2 separate regions of the Oryctolagus cuniculus genome follow, and region 2 is linked to region 1. The links are chromatin contacts, called in public Micro-C maps. All regions are on one chromosome and are shown on one strand. The core of a region is the stretch at or near the end of the contact, and the rest is flanking DNA. Distances in the headings are between cores, read along the strand shown. Region 1 overlaps LOC108177686 (a long non-coding RNA gene). Region 2 has its middle 60 kb from the start of SLC16A1.

Evidence for each region. A called contact is a pair of places that touch in the nucleus more often than the background predicts.
Region 2: a contact with region 1 is called in a Micro-C map of ear pinna, with 4 times the contacts expected there. The contact joins two enhancer-like sites. A contact is called at or near these places in 4 of 6 Hi-C or Micro-C datasets (ear pinna, psoas muscle, skin fibroblasts and 1 more).

What each region holds. Positions count from the first base shown.
Region 1 is chr7:57,315,413-57,320,298 of mOryCun1.1, reverse strand. All of the region lies in intron 2 of LOC108177686 (a long non-coding RNA gene), which reads right to left. Among named protein-coding and RNA genes, the nearest start is that of LRIG2, 30 kb to the right of the region's middle. Within about 2 kb of position 2,913, at least 3 of the 8 cell types and tissues checked have an H3K27ac peak or open chromatin away from gene starts, as enhancers often do. A contact at or near this core is called in ear pinna, where this site is marked.
Region 2 is chr7:57,449,016-57,453,476 of mOryCun1.1, reverse strand. No RefSeq gene overlaps it. Among named protein-coding and RNA genes, the nearest start is that of SLC16A1, 60 kb to the right of the region's middle. Within about 2 kb of position 2,801, at least 2 of the 8 cell types and tissues checked have an H3K27ac peak or open chromatin away from gene starts, as enhancers often do. A contact at or near this core is called in ear pinna, where this site is marked.

The DNA.
Region 1 (4,886 bases), core at 1,664-4,163:
CATAAATTCTGTTTACAATCTGGCCACTTGGGAACGCTTCCCAAGACTCTGAAAGCTGTTGGGCAGACATGCGTTGTGGCTCAGCAGGTTAAGCCTTGGCCTGGACACCTCCATCCCATGTTGGGGTGCCGGGCTGAGTCCTGGCTATTCTGGAACCTGCCATGCATGGTGGAGATGTGAATGGAATTCTGGGCTTTTGACTACAGCCAGGTCCAACCCTGGCTGTTGTGGGTATTTGGAGAATGAACTAGCTGGTGGTAGATCTGTCTTTCCCTGTCTATCACTCTGCCTTCAAGTAGATGAAAATAAATAAATATTTTTAAAAGTCATGGTTCTGGTGTCTCCTGAGCTGAGAGCACTCTCATTCTGCCCTGAATAAGCCTTATAATAACCTTTTCACGGAGTCTGTTTCTGTTGATGGAACTTTAGCGTGAGTGATTCCATTTTGATTTTTTAGCCTGGCCTGTTTGGACCTAGAGCAGGAGCTTGGTCCAAAACAAGGGCCTCCTGTAATTTTTATTTAATAATCCCAGTGTCTAATGCAGCACCTGGACAGAGCAGGTATTTGAATGTTGGTGCTGACTTTGATGTCATGCCCTTTGTAGAAACTTAGAGTAAAAAACAGTTGGGGCTGGTGCTGTCCCGTAGTGGGTAACTGCTGCCTGCAGTGCCAGCATCCCATATGGGCACTGGTTTGAGTTCTGGATGCTCCATTTCTGATCCAGCTCTTTGCTGTGGCCTGGGAAAGCAGAAGATGGCCCGTGCTTGGGCCCCTGCACCCACATGGGAGACCTGGAGGAAACGCCTGGCTCCTGGCTTCGGATCAGCCTAGCTCCAGCTGTTGCAGTGATTTGGGGAGTGAACCAGCAGATGAAAGACTTCTCTCTCTCTGCCTCTGCCTCTCTGTAACTCTGCCTTTCAAATAAGAAACGAAATCTTAAAAAAAAAAAAAAAAAAAAAAAAGAAGGTGACTCCATTTGCATGTAGTAGTGTCCGTCCCAGCAAGGGGGAGGTGTTACAAGAGAAGGCTGCTTGGAGGTTTCCACGTTTACGCAAGAAAAGAATTCCAGATGTGAGGCAGAAGGTAGTGGTAAGCATGGTAGCCAAGATTAATGAACAGAATGCACCTGACGGACCAGGCAGGCATCTCGGGAAAGAACTGAGGGCCCAGCCTGCATTCAGACTGGAGTTTTTACAGATATGGGTGTGGCCGTGGCCCAGTGTTTCCCACTCCCCTTTCTGGGATACTGGTGGACAGAGGGCTTTCAAGAGCATGGAATTTGTGAAATTCCTCCCGGGACTTATCAGCATGGTGTTCCTGGACCTGGTAGTTGCCCCTTGGTGCAGGGCAGGGAAGATTCCTCTAAGCTGCCCCTGGGACCCACCTAACAAGGTTCCAAGACTTCTGACATGCAAACACTGGTCCACTTTCAAGGCTTGCTTGTGCCTTTCTTTCTTCATTCAATTGCACAGAAATTCCCATTTTGGATCAGTCTCTCTCACACACAGAGGCTAATGTCTACCTTGCCGGCTCATGCCACCAGCCTCTGTGACTCTGGGGTTCTGGGGTCTGGCAGGTGCTCTGGACGTGGAGTGCCAGGGAAGAGGAGGACAGGCAGCAAGGTCTTCGTCTGTATGCAGTAGAGTGTCCATGGCGGGGTGGGGGTGGGTGGGGGGTAAGGGGTGGAGTGGGGTGCTGGGATTCTCCTGATCCCTGGATAAAAAGAACACTCCAGGGGAGGGCGCCTGTTATCTGAACTCATCCCTCTGCAAACAATGCTCTGCTTCATGCATTCTCTGCTCCTTCTGCAAGGGGAGGGGCCAGCAGTTGGCCATCTATGAGGTCTTCTGGCCTGGTGTGGAGAGCATCTGGACGTACTGTTCTGGGGGAGTCATCTTATCAGGATTCTACCCACGCAACCCCCCCCCCCCCAGCTCAGTATAGGGCTGTGCTACTCAAAATGTAGTTCTCACTGGCATCATCAGAATACTAGGGAAGTGTTAGGAATGCAAATTCTTGGGTCCCACCCCAGACCCAGTAAATCAGAATTTCTGGGTGGCACCCAGGAAGCTGTTTTTTTAAGAAGCCTGCCAGGTGATCTGTAAGTATACAAAAGTTTGAAAAGTACTGATAAATGGAATACACACCCATTGCCTCCCTCACTACACACACACACACACACACACACACACTCACACACACACACACAGAGCTGCCTGCATCTCCCACAGCTGCTAATGGCGCTTGCTCATTTTCCTGGGGTTTCCCTTGGCAAGGCCCTGGGCTTTGTTTTTCTCCACCGTAGATCTCGTTCATTTCCTGCCGCTTCCCAGAGGTTAGGAGAGGAAAGAGAGCGGGAATGAAGGCGGGAGGGAGGGGGACGGGGTTACTTAAGGCAGCAGAGCTTGCAAGAACCAAAAGGAAAATGCTCCGTGACAATGTTCCTTTGTGAAAAGTTGAGCTTTATGTTGATGGAGCTGCAAGTCATTAGCAGCCGAAGCACACGGCGGGAGCTGCCCCGGTCACTCTCCGGGGCCTGATCGCCCTCTGCTGCCGATGGATAAATAACGCTCTGGGGCCACAGCTTGCCAAGGAAAAGAGGAAGAGTCTCTGGGGCCCGGGTGGGGAAGAGGACGTGACCAAGGCCAAAAAGTCATGAGGTCCCCACTTCAGGCTGCGAAGAATCTTGTTTGCAGGAAAAGAGGCCGTAGCCAATCTGCGGATGTTTCCAGGACTCATCCGACAAACAGTGGGGTCCTGCCAAGAGCTCCCTGGCTCCCAGGATTCCCGGCTCAGAGCCTGCGCTGGCTCTGCAACCCTCTCGCAGCCTGCCTGCCACCGTCACCTTGAGCAGGAAGAGTGTTTAAAACAGGGAGAGGCACAGGCAAGAGCAAAAGCGATAGGACTCTTTGGTGTGGGGCATTGAGGGGCATTGAGGGTCCAGCCCAGAGTTTTCCTTTTCTTTCCTAATCTCCTTGTCTCAGGCTCGCTTTGTTTCCTTTGTCTCGGTGAAAGCCCTCTGTCTTTGGGTCTTTCCTCTGCCAGGGAACTCTGGCCCCACAGCTGTGGAGTCAGCCCTTCTCTCCAACTTTATTGCCCCACTTTATGGCAGCGGGGAGGGCTGGTTCATGTGGGTCACCGGTGGAGAGAGCAAAGATTTGTTCCCAGAAGAAAAGCTCAGGCGCAGCAGTGGCTCCTGCCAGCCATGGGCAGTGACCCATTTCCTGCTACCTCCTTCCCCTGCTCCTTCCCAGCCAGCTCGGCCTGCAGCTGGCCTGGGGCTGGTCCCACAACCCCGCCCCCTCTCTTGGGACTTCTGTAGAGCGAGGGGCTCCCGCTGGGGAGATACCCTCATGGCCAGGTCTGGAAAATTACTTAAACTGCCCTCTAAGAGCTGGGTGGGGGGAGGGGAGGGTGGGGGTGAGAGTGCAGGCAGAGAGGGTGAAGAGCCAGGTCCTTGAGAATTTTCTGGCCGCACCCTGACATCCCCCCGAACCATGCCCGACACGGGGTGAGTCCACCTACACCAGGCCCTTCACCCAAGACAAACACTTCTGGATGGAAACCTGATTGCTTGGTTTTCAGTCTGTCTGGGACCAAATATCTGGCTCTCTGGACCACTGTATTTGGATACATTTATCTGTGTGACCCAAAATATATGCTGGTTATCTACATGTATTAAAATCAGAGCATCTGCTACACTGCCTTGAGGTCATGATCCTTGAAGGGCAATTTCAACTCCCATAAGTAATTCCCTGTGAGCAATTTTATGCCTGGAATTGGACCAGAGGTCCAAGAAGGGGCAGGATTGCGGGCACTTTGGCTGGCAGAGAGGTGATCTGGTCTCTGCGCACACAGACAGGCAGAGATCAAGTGAAAAAGAATGGTTATGAGAAGGCACGAACAGCTACATAATTCGCAGGGCCCAGTACAAAACACAAATACATGCAGTGCCCCTCATTCTAAAATTAAGAATCTCAAGATGGTAATAGTGGAATATTCAATTAAGCCTGAAGCCCCTTCTTCTTCTTTTGTTTTTTTTTTTTTTTGTTTGTTTGTTTGTTTGTTTTCCTGAAAGATTTATTGGGGACGGTGCTGTGGTGCAGCAAGTTGAGCTGTGATCTACAGCGCCGGTCTCCAATTTTGGCACTGGTTTGAGACCTCACTGCTCCACTTCCAATCCAGCTCTCTGCTAATGCATCTGGGAAAGCAGCAAAAGATGGCCCAAGTGCTTGGGTCCCTGCACCCACATGGGAAACCCAGAAGAATCCCCTGGTTCCTGGCTTCGGCCTGGCCCAGCCCCGGCTGTTGTGGTCATTTGGGGAGTGAACCAACAGATGCAGGATACCTCTCTCTCTCTCTACCTCTGGATTTCAAATAAATTTAAAAAATTTTTAAAAAGATTTATTTATTTATTTATTTGAAAGTCAGAATTACACAGAGAAAGAAGGAGAGGCAGAGAGAGAGAGGTCTTCCATCTGCTGGTTCACTCCCCAGATGGCCGCAACGGTTGGAGCTGAGGTGATCCAAAGCCAGGATCCAGGAGCTTCTTCTGGGTCTCCCACTCGGGTGCAGGGGCCCAAGGACTTGGGCCATCTTCTAGTGCTTTCCCAGGCCACAGCAGAGTGCTGGATCGGAAGTGGAGCAGCCGGGACTTGAACTGGTGGCCATATGGGATGCTGGCACTGTGGCATAGTGGGTAATTTTTTTTTTAATTTAAAAACATTTATTTATTTTGAAAATCAGAGTTATACAGAGAGAAGGAGAGACACAGAGACAGAGAGATCTTCCATGCACTAGTTTACTCCCCAGATGGCCCAAAGCTTCTTCCGACTCTTCCGTGTGGGTCATCTTCTGGGCCATCTTCTGCTGCTTTCCCAGGTGC
Region 2 (4,461 bases), core at 1,552-4,051, 130 kb before region 1:
TTGTTACCTCGGTTCTCTGTCTCACACGGAAGAACAAGAATTTCCAAGCGGACAGCAAAGAGATTTAAAGGTACTTATTAGAATCAAGGACCTCCAGCCAGAGTGGCATGAAGCAGGGGCATCCAAAGGGGACTGGTGGCAGTCGGCTTTAAGTACAATTAAGAAGAAAAAAAAAATGAGATTGGCATTTGGTTACCAGGCGGGAACAAAAATCATCAAAAGACCCCACTTAGAATTCTTCACCTTGTCTGGCCAGCTAAGGGTGGGATAGATAACTTGTTTTCACAATAAACTGTGAACTCAGGAGGAGCTCCCTTGCTATTCCCATGGTAGGAAGGGGCCTGTTAGTTCTTGCTAAAGATAAAGCTTTGGGGAAGGAAGCAAGTATTTTACACCCCAAATTCCACTGGGATCCCCTGACTATCTATTAACCCATCTGACTCCTAGAATGAGAAGCAGAACCAGGACTCAAAGCCAGGCACTCTGATAGGAGATGCAGACATCCTGAGAGGTAACTTAACTGGACCTGAAATGCCTGCTCCTCCCACTGCATTTTAACAGCTGGGCAAGAACAGTCCCCGAGGTGGCTGGGGGTGGGGGTGGGGAGTGGGTCCAGGCCAGTGTTTCCGAAATGCTGCTTGCAGGCAGCTCCCTGGTTTTCTGAAGGATCTCAGTTGAGGGGCGTTAGTCTGGGGGGGGGGGGAGTCTGCCTCCTGTGTGCCTTCTCCGGGATCCGGGGTCTGGGCTGGCAGTGGGGTTAGCTGCAATGGAGTTAAGGGAGGGGCATCCTAAGTCAGCCTCTTGCTTATCAACAAAAGGTTCCAAGAGGTAGTATTTCTACCGTGTAGGGGCTTGGGTTAAATTTTAAACTTCTACTTTCTTTTTTTAAACATTTAATTAATTAATTAATTTTGAAAGAGTTAGAAAGAGGAAGAGACACAGAACGCTCACTCCCCAGATGGCCAAAACAGCCAGGGCTGGACCAGGCTAAAGCTAGGAGCCAGGAGCCTTCTCCAGGCTACCCATGTGGGTGCAGGGGCCCAAGCACATGGGCCATCTTCCGAAGCTTTTCCAAGGCGCATGAGGGAGCTGGGCTGGAAGTGGAGCAAATATAGGATGCCGGCACAACAGGGGCAGCGGCTTTGCCTGCTACTCCACAGCGCCCACCCCTCCTATTTCCTTTTTGGACTTCCACGTGTCGAGAGAGAAAATTACAACACATGTAGTTATAGATTAATTGGTTTTCATTCACAATTCTCGAATCTGGCAACACTCATTCTGTAACATAGGGTGAGCATTCCAGTGAGCTGAGCGGGGAGGCTGCCCTTGTAGACAGACAGGGGCTGGGAAAAGCAGAAATAAAGAAGAAAACGGGGACTCCAGGAGCGAGCGTTTAGCCTAAGAGGATGCCCGTGTCCCACGTGGAGTTACCGGGGGTTCAGTTCTGGCTCCTGACCCCAGCTTTCTGCTAACACAGCAGTCAGCAGGTGTACTCAAGTACTTAGGTCCCTGCCACCCACGTAGCGACCTCGATTCAGTTCTGGGCTCCTGGCTTTGGCCTGGCCTAGTCCCAACTGTTGGGGGCATTTGGGGAGTGACCCAGGGATGGAAGCTCTCTCTGTCTCTCTTTCTGTTTGTCTGTCTGCTTCCAAAGTGAGTTAACTAATTCATTATCTCCAAAGTGGCTGGTTGGGGTGGGTTTTGTGGTGCAATGGGCTAAGCCACTGCTTGGGAACTCCATATCCTATATCAGAGTGCTTGTTTGAGTCCCAGCTACTCTCTATCCAATGCAGCTTCCTGCAGAGAGGATTGGAGCCACTGAAGATGGCCCAACTACTTGAGTCCCTGCCAGCCATGTGTGAGACCAGGATGGAGTTCCTGGTTCTTGGTTTCAGTCTGGCCCAGAACTGGCTGTTTCGGACATCTGGAGAGTGAACCAGCACTCTTTCTCTCTCTCTCTGTCACTCTGTCTTTCAAATAAATAAAGACAACAGTGGATGGTTGTCTCAAGGTTACTTTCCAAAGTGGAAGTAAGAGGGGACTTCCTTATCAAGCAGCCTGTTTAGTGCTGGGCCCTTGTCACTCTCCCGGTCCCGACTTCTTACAAGGGCAGAGACACAGGGACTCCATTTCGGCCTGGGTTCTGGGGCGGGGAGCAGGAGTCCCAGCCCATGGCGCCTACACCTTTAACACCCGGAAGGGCAGACGACTGGTGCTCTGTGAAGGCCCACGGAACCTAGAACTGCCGCTGGCGTGAGAGGTTTGGGTTTTTCTTTTTTTGTCTTTTTCACTTCTTTGAAGAAGGGCCTTTTGCGTGGGGAGGCAGAGAGAGAGAAGCAGGAAGGAAGCTCAGCTAAGTGAACGGCCAGCGCAGCCAGGTTCTCTGTAAGGACGCTCATTCCATTGCCTCGGCACTCACGAAGTCCCCACCACAACGCCAGCAGGGCCCGATGCCCGCACTGTACCGACGAAGCCATGGAAGGCAGTGGAGCCAGGGTGCTCGGGGAGCCGAGGGCGAGGCTGCAGGGCCGCTCCGGCCCACACGAGGGCGCCCCGCGCTGCCGCATCTGGGGCAGGAGGCTGGGGAGAGACCCTCCAGCGCGCCCAGGCTGGCCCCTCTCCCTGGGTGTCCCCCAGGAATGAGGGCCCACCGGCCGCTGGAAACACGGGCGGCTTCGAGGCCTTGCGACGTGCATGGCTCTGAAGGTCAGGGCGGTCTGCGTGGGGAGGGAGGTGGTGTTGGCCACGGAGGCGTGCGCCTCGTCGGGTGTGGCCAGCACAGGGGTGGATACAGTGGCGTGGAGAAGGGTGCGGTGGGCGGGGCGCTGAGGCTGGGGCGGACAAGGAGGAAACCTTAGGCAATGTCCAGCCCGTGGGACTCAGGCCTTCCCAGCAGAGGCAGTCCGGGGCAGACAGAGCGGAGCTGCTGGCGCCCCCCCCCCCGCCCCCCCGCAGCCCTGGCCCCTAGGCGTCGCCGGGGGGGGGTGCCCCCTTGGGTTTGTGCCCCCCCCCCCCCCCCCCCCGCCAGCCTCCAAGTGGTGGTTCCCGTCCCAGCAGGGGTCAGATGTTCAGCAGCAGCCAAGCCCTGGAGCCTGACCATTTTTGTCACTCAAGGATCTGTTGTCACTAAGATTTGCCCAGGGGCACAGCTGAGGTCTTGTGACCCAAGAAATAGCACTGTTCTCAGCTGAGACCTAAACTTTTTTTTTTTCTCCCCCTCTGAAAGCTACAGGAGGAGAGTGGCAGGGAGCCCAGGTCTGGGGGTGGGGAGGCTTCCCCCAGCCTCGCTGCCACAGTGGTCACCAGACAGCCTCTTCACATGAGTAAGCTCTGCAGGCCGTACCCTGGCCTGCTGTCTCAGCCGGGGATTTGAGGGCATTAGACTTGGTGGAAATTAAACCCAGGGCGGGAGCCTCGGGCCTGGAGGCTGAGGCTTTGGACAGGGTCCCAGGGCAGGGGCAGAGGAAGTCCTGAGGCTCCTCACAGCCAGACGGGGAGCAGGAGAGCAAAGCCCAGGAGGCCGGGGGGTTCTGGAGCTTGGTGGGGACAAGAGCAGAACTCTGCAGTGTCCAGGAGAGCTCCTCCCGGGGCAGAGAGAACAGGCAAACAGCCCCAGGAGTCGAGGACTCCCCAGGCTTGTTCCTCTTCCTTGGCCAGACTGCTCCCAGCAGGCCTCCCCCTCAGCTTCCAGTCCTGGGCCCACGAGGGTCACAAGAGGAGCCTGATACAAGGCATCTTCCTGGGACCTGGCTTCTCCAGGAAGCAGCGGGATGGCAGGGAGCCGGGCATCCGGGGAGCAAGTCTTAATGACCGGATAGCCACAGAGGAGCAGCACTGGGTGGCCATCGCGGGGCAGCAGGTTAAGCCACCACGTGTGACACCTGCATCCCACATCGGAGTGTCCATTTGAGTCCCGGTTGCTCGGCTTCTGATCCAGGCTCCGGCTGATGCATCCTGGGAGGCAGCAGAGGATGGCCCAGGTAGCTGGGTCCCTGCCACCCACATAGGAGACCCAGGTGGAGTTCCTGGCTCCTGCTTTCAGCTGGGCTCAGCCCAGGCTGTTGCAAGCACTGGGGAGTGAACTAGTAGACAGAATCTCTCCTTCTCCCTCCCTCCCTCCCTCCTCCACCCCTCCTCCCTCCCTCTCTTCCTCTCTCCTGCTGCTCTGCCTTTCAGGTAGATGAAAATAAACATTTGAAAAACAAAAGAATCTTTGTTATTAGGCCCAGATGATCAGTTCAGTTGCCTGGAGGCCATGTGACCCTGAGGAGCAGGGTTGATTTCCCTCAACCTCAGTTTCATTATCCACAAAATGGAAAGAATAATTTCTTGGCAGAAGTGTGAGGATTCAGCAGTTGGAAGGAGGGGCAAGCATTTGGCCTCGAAGCCATTGGGATGCCTGCATCCCATGAGCGAACCTGGGTTCAGTCCTTGACTCCCACTTCCACTTCCTGCTAACGC